Regions from separate parts of the Arachis hypogaea genome. Here region 2 is linked to region 1. Evidence: chromatin contacts called from public Hi-C data. All regions are on one chromosome and are shown on one strand. Each heading gives the region's core, a stretch centred on a gene start, on an enhancer-like site or on the middle of the called end of the contact. The rest is flanking DNA. Distances are from core to core; before and after follow the strand shown. Region 1 has its middle 6.9 kb from the start of LOC112701172. Region 2 holds the start of LOC112701192.

The links. A called contact is a pair of places that touch in the nucleus more often than the background predicts.
Region 2: a contact with region 1 is called in a Hi-C map of leaf, with 2.8 times the contacts expected there. The contact joins the promoter of LOC112701192 here to the enhancer-like site in region 1. A contact is called at or near these places in 4 of 8 Hi-C or Micro-C datasets (all in leaf).

The regions. Positions count from the first base shown.
Region 1 is chr1:98,141,019-98,146,258 of arahy.Tifrunner.gnm2.J5K5, reverse strand. No RefSeq gene overlaps it. Among protein-coding and RNA genes, the nearest start is that of LOC112701172, 6.9 kb to the right of the region's middle. Within about 2 kb of position 2,383, at least 1 of the 3 cell types and tissues checked has open chromatin away from gene starts, as enhancers often do.
Region 2 is chr1:98,177,053-98,182,292 of arahy.Tifrunner.gnm2.J5K5, reverse strand. LOC112701192 reads right to left here and starts at 2,322. Exons shown (of 5, transcript XM_025751985.3): 1 at 1,899-2,322; 2 at 1,178-1,822; 3 at 1,012-1,091; 4 at 866-937; 5 at 432-774. The coding sequence starts at 2,231. The coding sequence ends at 546. LOC112701183 reads left to right here. Exons shown (of 6, transcript XM_025751977.3): 5 at 1-23; 6 at 125-473. The coding sequence ends at 200.

The DNA of each region.
Region 1 (5,240 bases), core at 1,134-3,633:
AGAAAAAAAGGTTGGGACGATTTTGATTTCGACCCGGGGACGAAAAAAGTACTTATCCCTTATTATTATTATGATTATATTTTGTTATTGTAAGATATGATTAGCCTTCAAAATATCTAATATACAAATTAAAACACTAAAATAGTAATTTAAATAATAATATATAATTTAAAATTTTATTTTTTTAGGTTTTATATTTTTTAAAAATTAAGTAATTTTTCTCTTAACACTAATCAAATTTTCTCTCTTTCAATATATATTACTAAAATAATTATTTAAAAATTTACTTCCCAACACAATTAGAAGCCGATTCTTATTGATATTCATAGTTAAAAAAGTTCTTTCAATTAATATAGTTGTTATGCAAAAATTAAAGCTAATTTGAAAAGAAGATAAATAATATTTTTTTGAGTTAGATTTTTAAAAAAGAACCCTAATTTCGTTTAAATCTGAGAATTGATCATTCTAACGAATATCTAATATAAAATTTTTAAATTGACGATTAAGTACCAAAAGTTGAGTAAAAAATTATTATGGGATCAATTTAATAATCTAATAGGAGCAAATAAATATTATTACAATTTAACTAGATATCCTTTAACAATGGTACAATATTTAGCCTTTTATTACAATAATTTTAAAAAAAATAAAACAAACACATCTAAAAATTATCAATAGATTTAATGTCTTTTTAAAATTAAATACGCATTTAAAATATAAACTAAATAAAACTGAAATTTAAAATTTAAATTTTAAATTTCTGTTTCAGATTTAATATATTTAATTATTAATATATTATAATTTAAATTAATATCTAAAAATAAAATTATTCAAATTCAAAATTTTAATTTTAAAATTATAAAATAAATTTTAAACTATCTAATTATTAACTAAATCCGTACAAAACACTCAATGAAGCAGAAAAGTCACGTTCATCGAAAACTCAGAAGCGCACATCGAGAAGTCATCATCCGCCGTAGTTCATCCGCGCCACCTTTCTCTTCCGCGCTCATCTTCGACGCTCCTTTCCTCCTTTTCGGTGCTTATTCACAATGCCACATTCCCCTTCGTTAACACTCATCTTCTCGCCACCTTCCTCCTCTTCGACGCCGTTCGTCTGCATCAACGTCACCGTTCGTCCACGCCGAAAACTTACTTAAGGTTTGGATGGGTCTCTGACACCATTATTTTTTTTATTATTCTGTATAGATTTTTTATTTTAAAAAAATAAAAAATCGAATAAAATGGCTTGAAGAGATTTTAATATATATTGCAATGTTAAATTATTTTTGTATGTACAATTTTTGGATTTTGGAAGTATTTCAAAAATATTTTCTATATAACTTCATAATTTTAGACGTGTTACAATTATTTTTTAATATTTAAATTTAAATTTTAGATTTATGATTTTAGATGTGTTTTAAAAATATTTTTTGTATAACTTAATAATTTTAGATGTGTTACAATTGAAAAATAAATTACAATTTTAATTTGTGTATATAATTATATTCGACCATTCATTACTATCAAATCGTAAAACGAACCTGCATTTTATTAAAGCTACAATAAGTAAGAAATTAATTTTTTTCTAAATGCACTAACTTTGAATTCTTTTTCTTCTACATATATAAATTGAAATATTATAGCAAAATAGAAGAAAGAAGAAAACCAACTTAAAAAAAAACGTAAAAAAAATAATAACTAACTATGATGTAAATAAAAAGTTAGAGAAATTTTAGTTTTTAAAATTCAAATTAATTTTAATTATAAATATATATCCTAAAAAATAAGAATATATTTTAATTAAATAATATTAAAAACTGAATTTTATTATACATGTAACCTTTTTGTCCCCAGACCAATATAAGACCGTCCCTGGTCTCTATCATGTTCTAACAAAGCAACTTCTCCCTTTGTTACAAAATCAGGAAATTTAGACGCAGATTTGGAGATTAAAAATTCAAATCAAGCTAGAATTATTTATATGGAGAGCTATTTAAGAAAGGTTACCTTTGTTAAATCTTATCCACTGCAGATTTATACCTCGCCCCCATTCTCAAGATGCAAACTGAAAAATGAAATAATCATTCACTATCTCCATTGTCCTGGCCTTGCTGTAGCGGTCTGAAACTCCTTCTTTACTGTTGGAACTGTTGCTCGAAATGGGTCTTTTGATTTTGCGCGGTGGTGGCTGCGGGTCACCACCAGTAACCAGGACGGCGTCGCGAGCTTGCTCGAATTTGTGGTCGTTTGCTTGAAATTCTGAAAAGCTCCAAATAGAGAAGTTTTTGAAGGAAAAAATTCAACAGTAAAGAAGAGAGCTGAAACAGTGTGCAATACCGTTGAGATAAAGCTATGGATTATGCATATATCTTCATGTTTCCTTCATCTCTTTAGTCACGTGTTTTTACTTTTTGACTTTTTTTTCATTTGAGTCATACCTAGTAGGAAATTCCCAATTGTTATTTTTTGTCCCTCTTTAGATACTGTTGTTTTTCTAAAGAAAGGAAATTAATCCATCTTTGGTTAAAAAAAACAAAAAAGAGATATTATAAGAATACAAGATTAATTCATTTTACAAAATACAAGAACTTTAACCATACGCAAAACAAATAATTTAAGATTATTTATACATTTAAAAAAAAATACAGTTAACAAATTTATTTAGACAAGAATTTAAAAAAATTATTCAAAAACTTTATGACTAATCAAAAGTTTAATTTATTAGAGAACCGTGATCACCTCAAAAAAATTTGGTAGTCTGGGTGTTAGAAATCTTACGTGTGTTAATATATATTTACTTGGTAAATTGGTATGACAACTTTTTCATTGTCAGGACAAGCCTTGGGTTGCTCTATTGAGGACGAAATATCTGAGGAACGAGGGAGTGTTAGATGGTCCTGAGGAATGAGGGAGTGTTAGATGGTCCTGTCCCTTGCAATGCTTCTTATGTTTGGAAGAGTATTGCAAAGGCTTTTGGTGCTCTTAGGCTGCGTTTGTTTTTAGAGACAGGACAGAACATGACATTAAAATGGAGACAATAAGATGGAGACACTAAAAATTATCTTTTGTGTATTGTGTTTGGATACGATGGACAAGACACTAATGTAATGTCTAGTATTATATTTGGATACACATGGATAAGACTAAAATATTATATGAAATGACTAAAATAACCCTGTGATTCCAAATTTTCTACATCAATATAAATTAATTTAATAAAAAATAGAGTACGTAGGAGTACAGACGAAACTTGAAAAAATATTTGAAGAGACAAAAAATTTTAATAAAAAAATATATTAGTATTTATATTAAAATAAAATTTATAAATATAATTATTTTATTTTAAAATTTATTATTAATATGTAGGAATACATATGGTTAAGATTAACAAAAAAAATAAATTTGAGTTTGATTAATAAAAAATTTTGTTTAAGTTAATAAGTCAAATTAATTTTAAATAAAAAATTAATTTAAAAAAATCCATTTTTACATGAAAAACAATTAGTTTTTGCATATAAAGTATCTCTGAACAACGCAATAGAAAAAATAAGAAGGGGTAATAGTGGAAAAAAAGGAAAACAAAATTTATAAAATTGTCCGTGTCCACTCTTCTAAATCCCGTGTCCATCATTGTCCTTCGTGAAAGAGTGGACATAAAAATATAAAAAACTGTCTCGGAGACAATATGTCCACTGTCCATGTCTCTGCTTCCAAACACTTTTTAAACAAATATTGTCCATGTCTCCGTGTCCTGCCCCCAAAAACAAACGCTACCTTAAGGATGCCTTCTCTTGGTGCGTTGGGTCACTTGATTAATCTTTTTGGTTTAACAATTGGAGTTTTGAGGGTCCAATTGCTCAAGATGTCTCTTTTGTACATATATCTTACTCTGATTTAATTATTAGAGACGTTTGGAAAGATGGTCAATGGAATCTCCATGATATTTTCTCTATCATTTCAGAAGATGTCAAACAGCGTTTGAATGCTTATAATCCGGATTTGAATGCTGGAGACAGTTCGGGTTGGTTGTGGGGTGTGTCATCTTCTAGACTCTACTCAGCTAGGAGTAGGTACAGTTGGCTAGCCAAAAGAAAGTTTGACTGGAATGAGCATGATAATTGGTTGTGGGTACGGCGACGACATATTCTTGAGAAGTACAAGTTCTTGATTTGGCTCAGTCTTTATAATGCTATTCCTACGGCAGTGTTTCGTTTGAGTCGTGGTTTAGCTTTATCTAGCACCTGTCATCGGTGTCAGAATGGTTCTGAATCCATTCTTCATTGTCTTCGGGAGTGCCCTAGTGCCAAGGAGGTCTGGAACCTTTTAGGCCTGTATTCAGATAACTCGAATTTACATGATTGGCTCTACAGAGGTGCAAGGAGTGGAGATGTTTTTCTTTTCTTTTCGACCATCTGGTGGATTTGGAGAAGCAGAAAGTATGACTTATTTAATATAGATGATTCATGGAGTGCTAGTAAAGTGGTGAGTTTGATTCGTAGTTCAGTAAGGGAGTTTCACACTATTTTTGCTATGCATCAATCTCTATCTCCTCCTTCACTTTGTTTGCATTGAGTTCCATCTCCAGTTCATTCTGTTAAATTGAATTGTGATGCTAGTTGGTTTGCTCTTTCTGGATATGCTAATTTTGGTTGTATCATTCGCAATCCTGATGGATGTTGGTTGAAAGGTTGCACTGGAAAAGTCGAAGTGTGCAGTGTTCTTTTTGTTGAATTGTATGCAATTTGGAGAGGTTTACTTCTTGCTTGGGAGAGTGGATTTCGTGAGGTTATTTGCGAAACAGACTGTTTAGAAGCTCTTTTTTTGGTAAACCAAAGAATGCTTGGTAAGGATATTTCGAAATGGGATTTGACAAAGTATATACAGGAGGTTATGAATTGGAATTGGAGAGTCTCTATTCTTTTAATTCAGAGAACTGCAAATAGTGTTGCAGATTGTATGGCTAAAGCAACTATTTCTGAAGCCAACCATGGAGTAAGCTTCAACATTTAATATATTTAGATATGACCCTAGCCAATTAATTTGATTTTGTCTCTTTTTTTTTCTTTCTTTTCTATTTAATGACTAAAAAAAACTTTAATTCATAAAACACTTTTTAAATGCATTATTTTCAAATAGTTAAAATCTTACTCTTTGATAAATACTTAGGTATTTTAATGGTCAAATCTGTATCATATTCCAATATAGTTATATGAGATATATCAAATATTTGGATCTTT
Region 2 (5,240 bases), core at 1,073-3,572, 36 kb before region 1:
AAGTGGCTTAAAGAAATACATGGGTATGGTCATTACAACCAAAAACTCATCATTCTTCCTTATTTCATTCTTCCTCGTTCATTTTGTAACCAACAACCATTTTCTCTGCTTCATCCTTTTACAGCGTATGCCCTCTTTGTCGTGGCAATGTTTGTGGAGGGTTCACGGAGTCTTCTGCCAACTCAGTGCCATCTCATTGATATTGTTGTACATATGGATGTAAATATTCAAATGACATGTATAAAATAGCCATTTAGATTACCTATCTATTCTGGCAAAATAATGAGATATTTTTGTATTCCAATTTTGTGATATTCCTTCCCCCACTTACATTTTCATATTGTATATTGCCTTGTCTGTGAAATTGTGTTATTATTCTTATTTGAGTTTTGCCTAACAGGTGTGGCATAAATTGTTAGCAGCAAACTCTATTGATATCAAGAAAATAAGATTATTGATAATTAAAGCAGTAATTACAAGTCTTTTTATGCATGCTTGACATAACAATACTTAATACTCTAGAGGAAGCTGATCCAGATCACAGCTTAGTTCCACTTGGTCTGAGAGTAACCCTGAGAAAATGGATTGATGTAACTGCTGCGAACTGAATTCGGATGCATGTTTTCGTCATTGCCAAACGTTGTCCACCGATTTGAGTTGCTGCTGTGTTTCTCTCTCGCAATGTTGCGCATGTTCTCCATTTCTCCCACATGTTCCTTGAATTCTTTCTTCACCACATCCAGCACGACATCGCCGTATCGGTCACACCATGATCTTCAATACAAACAAGAAAAGGACGAAACTGTAAGATACACAAAGTCTGGAATAACATCAAAAGTTGAACTGAACTGAAATGTTGACTCACTTGGGAAAGTAATTTTTTAACTCAGCCTTGTCCACTGGTATTTTGGTAGAGATTGCTTCAATCTGATCATTCCTGTTTTCACACAACAAAGGTAAGCAACAGTTACTTAGAAAGAAGGAGAGAGAATGGTACTATAGTATACTAACGTGAATCTAAGATTTGGGTTTGTGGTGCTGAGTTCTGTCTGGATTCTAGAGAGCTCCTTCTTGATCTTGTCTCCCAAAACCTAGTGAGAAAGAGTGCACAGAAAAGTATATTAGTATGCATCAAAACCAGCTGAATGTTTTGACTTTTGAATACACAGATCTCAACCTTGTCTATGAAGAAATCAGATGGTGAACCATCAGCATGCAACTTCTTCTTGATCAACTTGGTGTCTGGTCCCTCCCCAAGATGTTGACAAGCCTCTCTCTCATTCTCATCATCTAACTCACTTCTCTTCCATTTCTTAAACCCCTCAAACCCCCATTGCTTCTTCACTGATTTCCCTGCTATCTGATGTGCTTCACCACCACCATGTTCCTCTTTTGGCTCCCTTTGGAACAAAGTAACAAAGGGCTTTCTCTTCAACTTCTCTGGAGGCCCACTTTCCTCCATGAGAATTGAACTACCCTTGGATGGATGGGAGGGTAATTCAAAGACGCTTTTCTCCATGCCATTCTTGCCATGTTTGTGAGAAGATCCAAACCCGAAAACAGAGGCTGCTCCTTTAATGTGCTTCCTAGCTGATTTATTCTTGGAACTCACGGAGCTGTCTTTGTCCTTGTCATCTCTTAAGTCAATGACCGACCACTCTTCTTCTGAAGTCGTCTCTTTGGGGTCCTCCTTCTCCTTAGGCCTTGCCGCAATGACATCTGTAGCTTCAATATGAGCACCTTGAACCGCCAATCTCTGCAGCAAAGGCCTCTTTGAAGAATGGTATTCTTCTTCAGAAATGCATTTGGCATAAAGCAGCTCCTGCTAACACACAATACATGAAACAAAACAAGAGAAGAAGAAGATAATAGAGTTATGCAGTAAGATAAGAGAGTACCTGTAGAAAGAGCAACTTGTCTCTCAAAATAAGTGGGTGTTCTTGTTGAGGGGGAGAAGCAATGAGGGTGTCAAGCAAGTTAGTTCTGAAAGCAGTGACCTCAGATTGAGCGAGAATTCCTTCGGAGTGAAGGGCCATGAGGTTGAGAACCTGATGGAAGGAGTTCTGCTGCCATTTGAGGTTATCAGATTGAAGCTTGGAGAGGTTGTGTTCGGTTGGCGGGAGAGAGCGTTTCTTGAAGCTGAAAGGAAGAATGGATTTACAGAGTGTGGTGATGGAGTCTTGAAGTGTAGAGTAGTACTTGGGTGTGTAGTGATATGAAGAGTACACCATTCTTTTTTTTTTTTTCCTTCTTCTCCACCAAAAATGCTAAAATGAATGAATGCCTTTGTGTAAAAGTCTTGTCTGAATCTACAATTTGAATATTTTGCAGCTCATAAAAAACGGTCACTTAAATGCTCAAACTAGCCGTTATCTACATTTGCATCTCTCATGCTCCAATACACTATTTTTAAATTTGAAGTAAAATAAAATGATCCACTCAATACAAATGTTAAAACTAATAATAAAACTTCTAATCAAATTTAAATATAATATTACTATCCTTAACTATACTAAACTGTTTTTTTAACAGAAGACTCTTATTACTGATACTTAATGAAAATATTTTATCATATTTGAAAAAAAAATAAAAAGATAAATAAAGTATTAATATTGTACTCCACTATGAAACATATTCAACTCTGCAGTAAGGTAAACTACTATAATTGTACTGGATTTTTTTAAAATATTATTAAAAATAAATTTATTTTTTATAATGATAAAAATATCCTCAAAATATTAAGAAACATTATAACAATATCTAGTATTAAATAAATTAGTATTTTTATCCGTAATGTTATTATGGTAATATAAATTTTTTAAAAGAATAGTCTTTATTCTAATAGTATAAATTATGCATGGCATAAAAGATTTATAAAATCAAACTATTTTTATAGAAAAAAAAATAATAAGTTAACAAAAGTCTTTGGCTAAGAAAACTAAAGTATCTATACATAAAAAATTAAATAATAAAATTTTTAGTAATTATTTTTATATGAAAAAGTATAATTTTTTATTAATAATTCATTTTAACATTCGTTATCTAAAATTTAAAATAATTTAACTGTTAAAGTCTGTTATACACAGGAACGGACTTAGAGGGGGGCGAGTAGTGGCCTCGGCCCCCCAAAATTTTAAGAACCTATATTTATATATGAGATATGTGTTTAAAAATAAAAAATCTTATGTAATTTAATAGTTTTATAAGTATTATTTTTTACTATGTGATTAATTTATGTCTTAATTATTTAATTTACTAATATTTTTTACTTAACTAATTTAATATCATACCCTCAAATCTTTGTACCTTTTAAATTAATTTTTATATAATAATCTCTATATTTATTTTTTATATTAATATATTTAATATTTATATTATTATATTAATAATGACTTATGTAGTTATATTTTGGTAATCACATTATGTACTTTAGATATTATTTTCTTGTAAAAAATACTCATTTTTCTTTTAAATTTATGTTCTTAAAAAAAATTTATAAAGATATCTTATATCTTGTATTCTATAAGGGTATGTGTCTTTTAAATGATTAATAATTTATAATTTATTTTCAAATTTAAACAATTAATTTTAATTAATAAGATATGTGATAATTTTTAACTAAACACGCTATAAATTATTGGTATTTTATAATTTTATAATACACTATTGATATTGTTATATTTTTTATGTAATTATCATATTAAAAATAAAATTATGAAAAAATTTATAATTATATATATATATTGATAAATCTTTTAAAAAACTAACTCTAATAACTATATGTTAATTATTTTTATGGAATAAAAAATATTATCTAAAATTCGGTCCCACTATATTAAAATTTTGGTGAGTTCTACCTAACCCTCTCTATTTCAACATGTAAATTATCCCTCGTGACGTGGTATGTTTTAATTGGATGCTTAGTTTTATTTGAGTTAATTTAACTCAATAAGAGTTAATATGTTAACTAAAGTAGGATAATTTTGTAATTAAATATTTTTATAAGAGGAATAAATATATAATTTCTATAAACATTAAAAAGTAAAGTTATATTTTTATCAATCATCCCCAGAGCTTGAGCTTCAATGGCTACGAAGAAGCAGAACGATGATAACACCAAGAAGGCGGGCTTTACTCACTAGTGCCCCCAGTCCCCAACCTTTGTTCTCACCGTCAAAGAAGCCGTACACTCGCCGTCGTTCTCACCCTCAAGCAGCCGACTCGCTTTCGCCCTTCCCTCAACTCTCCTTTTCTAGCAAAACAGTTCTGGAACTGCCCTCCTGAAGTTTTTTTAGATAACTTATTTTTCATGAATTTGATTTTCCTAAATTATGATAAAGTTCTGAATTTATTTGTTATTGATTTAATATTGTTTGGAAATTTTGTTATTGATTTGATATTGTTCTGAAAATTTTCATGATTTTTTGTTTCTTCAATCTGATATAGTTCTAAAATCTGATATAGTGAGCATGATCAGAGAAATTCTTAACTATACCGAGAGCAAATCTCTCTCATGCTCTAAGCCAATCTGTTAACCATAATTCCTAGAGCCGTCAGCCAATGCTAACCTTGTATTAGTTAGATAGTTTCAAGGGTTGGCTTCATGTTAAACTGATTCATGAAATACTTACTTAATTTCTTGTGTAAGATAATGGCAAGTCACTTGAAGGCGGAGGCCTCTCTTGAAGATGGGATCCAAGTTCATTGTGTAGATGAGTTCCCTAATAATTCTTTCCTGTAATGTGTTGGGAATGTTACTGGTTTTGAAGATGGTAACATGGAGGTGAATTGGGCTAATGGTTTCACAACCAAGGTATGTCCTACAATTATCTGTATTCATATGCTTTAGTTTAATGAGTAAGTTAGTAAATTATTATTTATTTATTTTCTCAACAGGTTGTACCTTATGAAGTTTTTCGAATTGAAAAACATGAAGGTTCATCTGTTATCTCCATTTCTCATAAAACTAATGTTGACAAGTTATCTCAAGAGATGATTGAACACAGAAGTCTACCTTCTGACATCATTGTGTGGGAGGATGATTTGGGGGAAGAATGAAAGACTGAATTTTTAATATTTTAGTAAATTATATAATCACCCACTTTGGACTATAATTTAATTACCAATAGTTTAACCATAGTTAACATAGCAACCAATTAAAAGATGACATGTCACAGAGGGTAAATTACATGTTATTATAGGAAGGATAAGCTAGAATATCCGGTCCTAGTTATACAAAT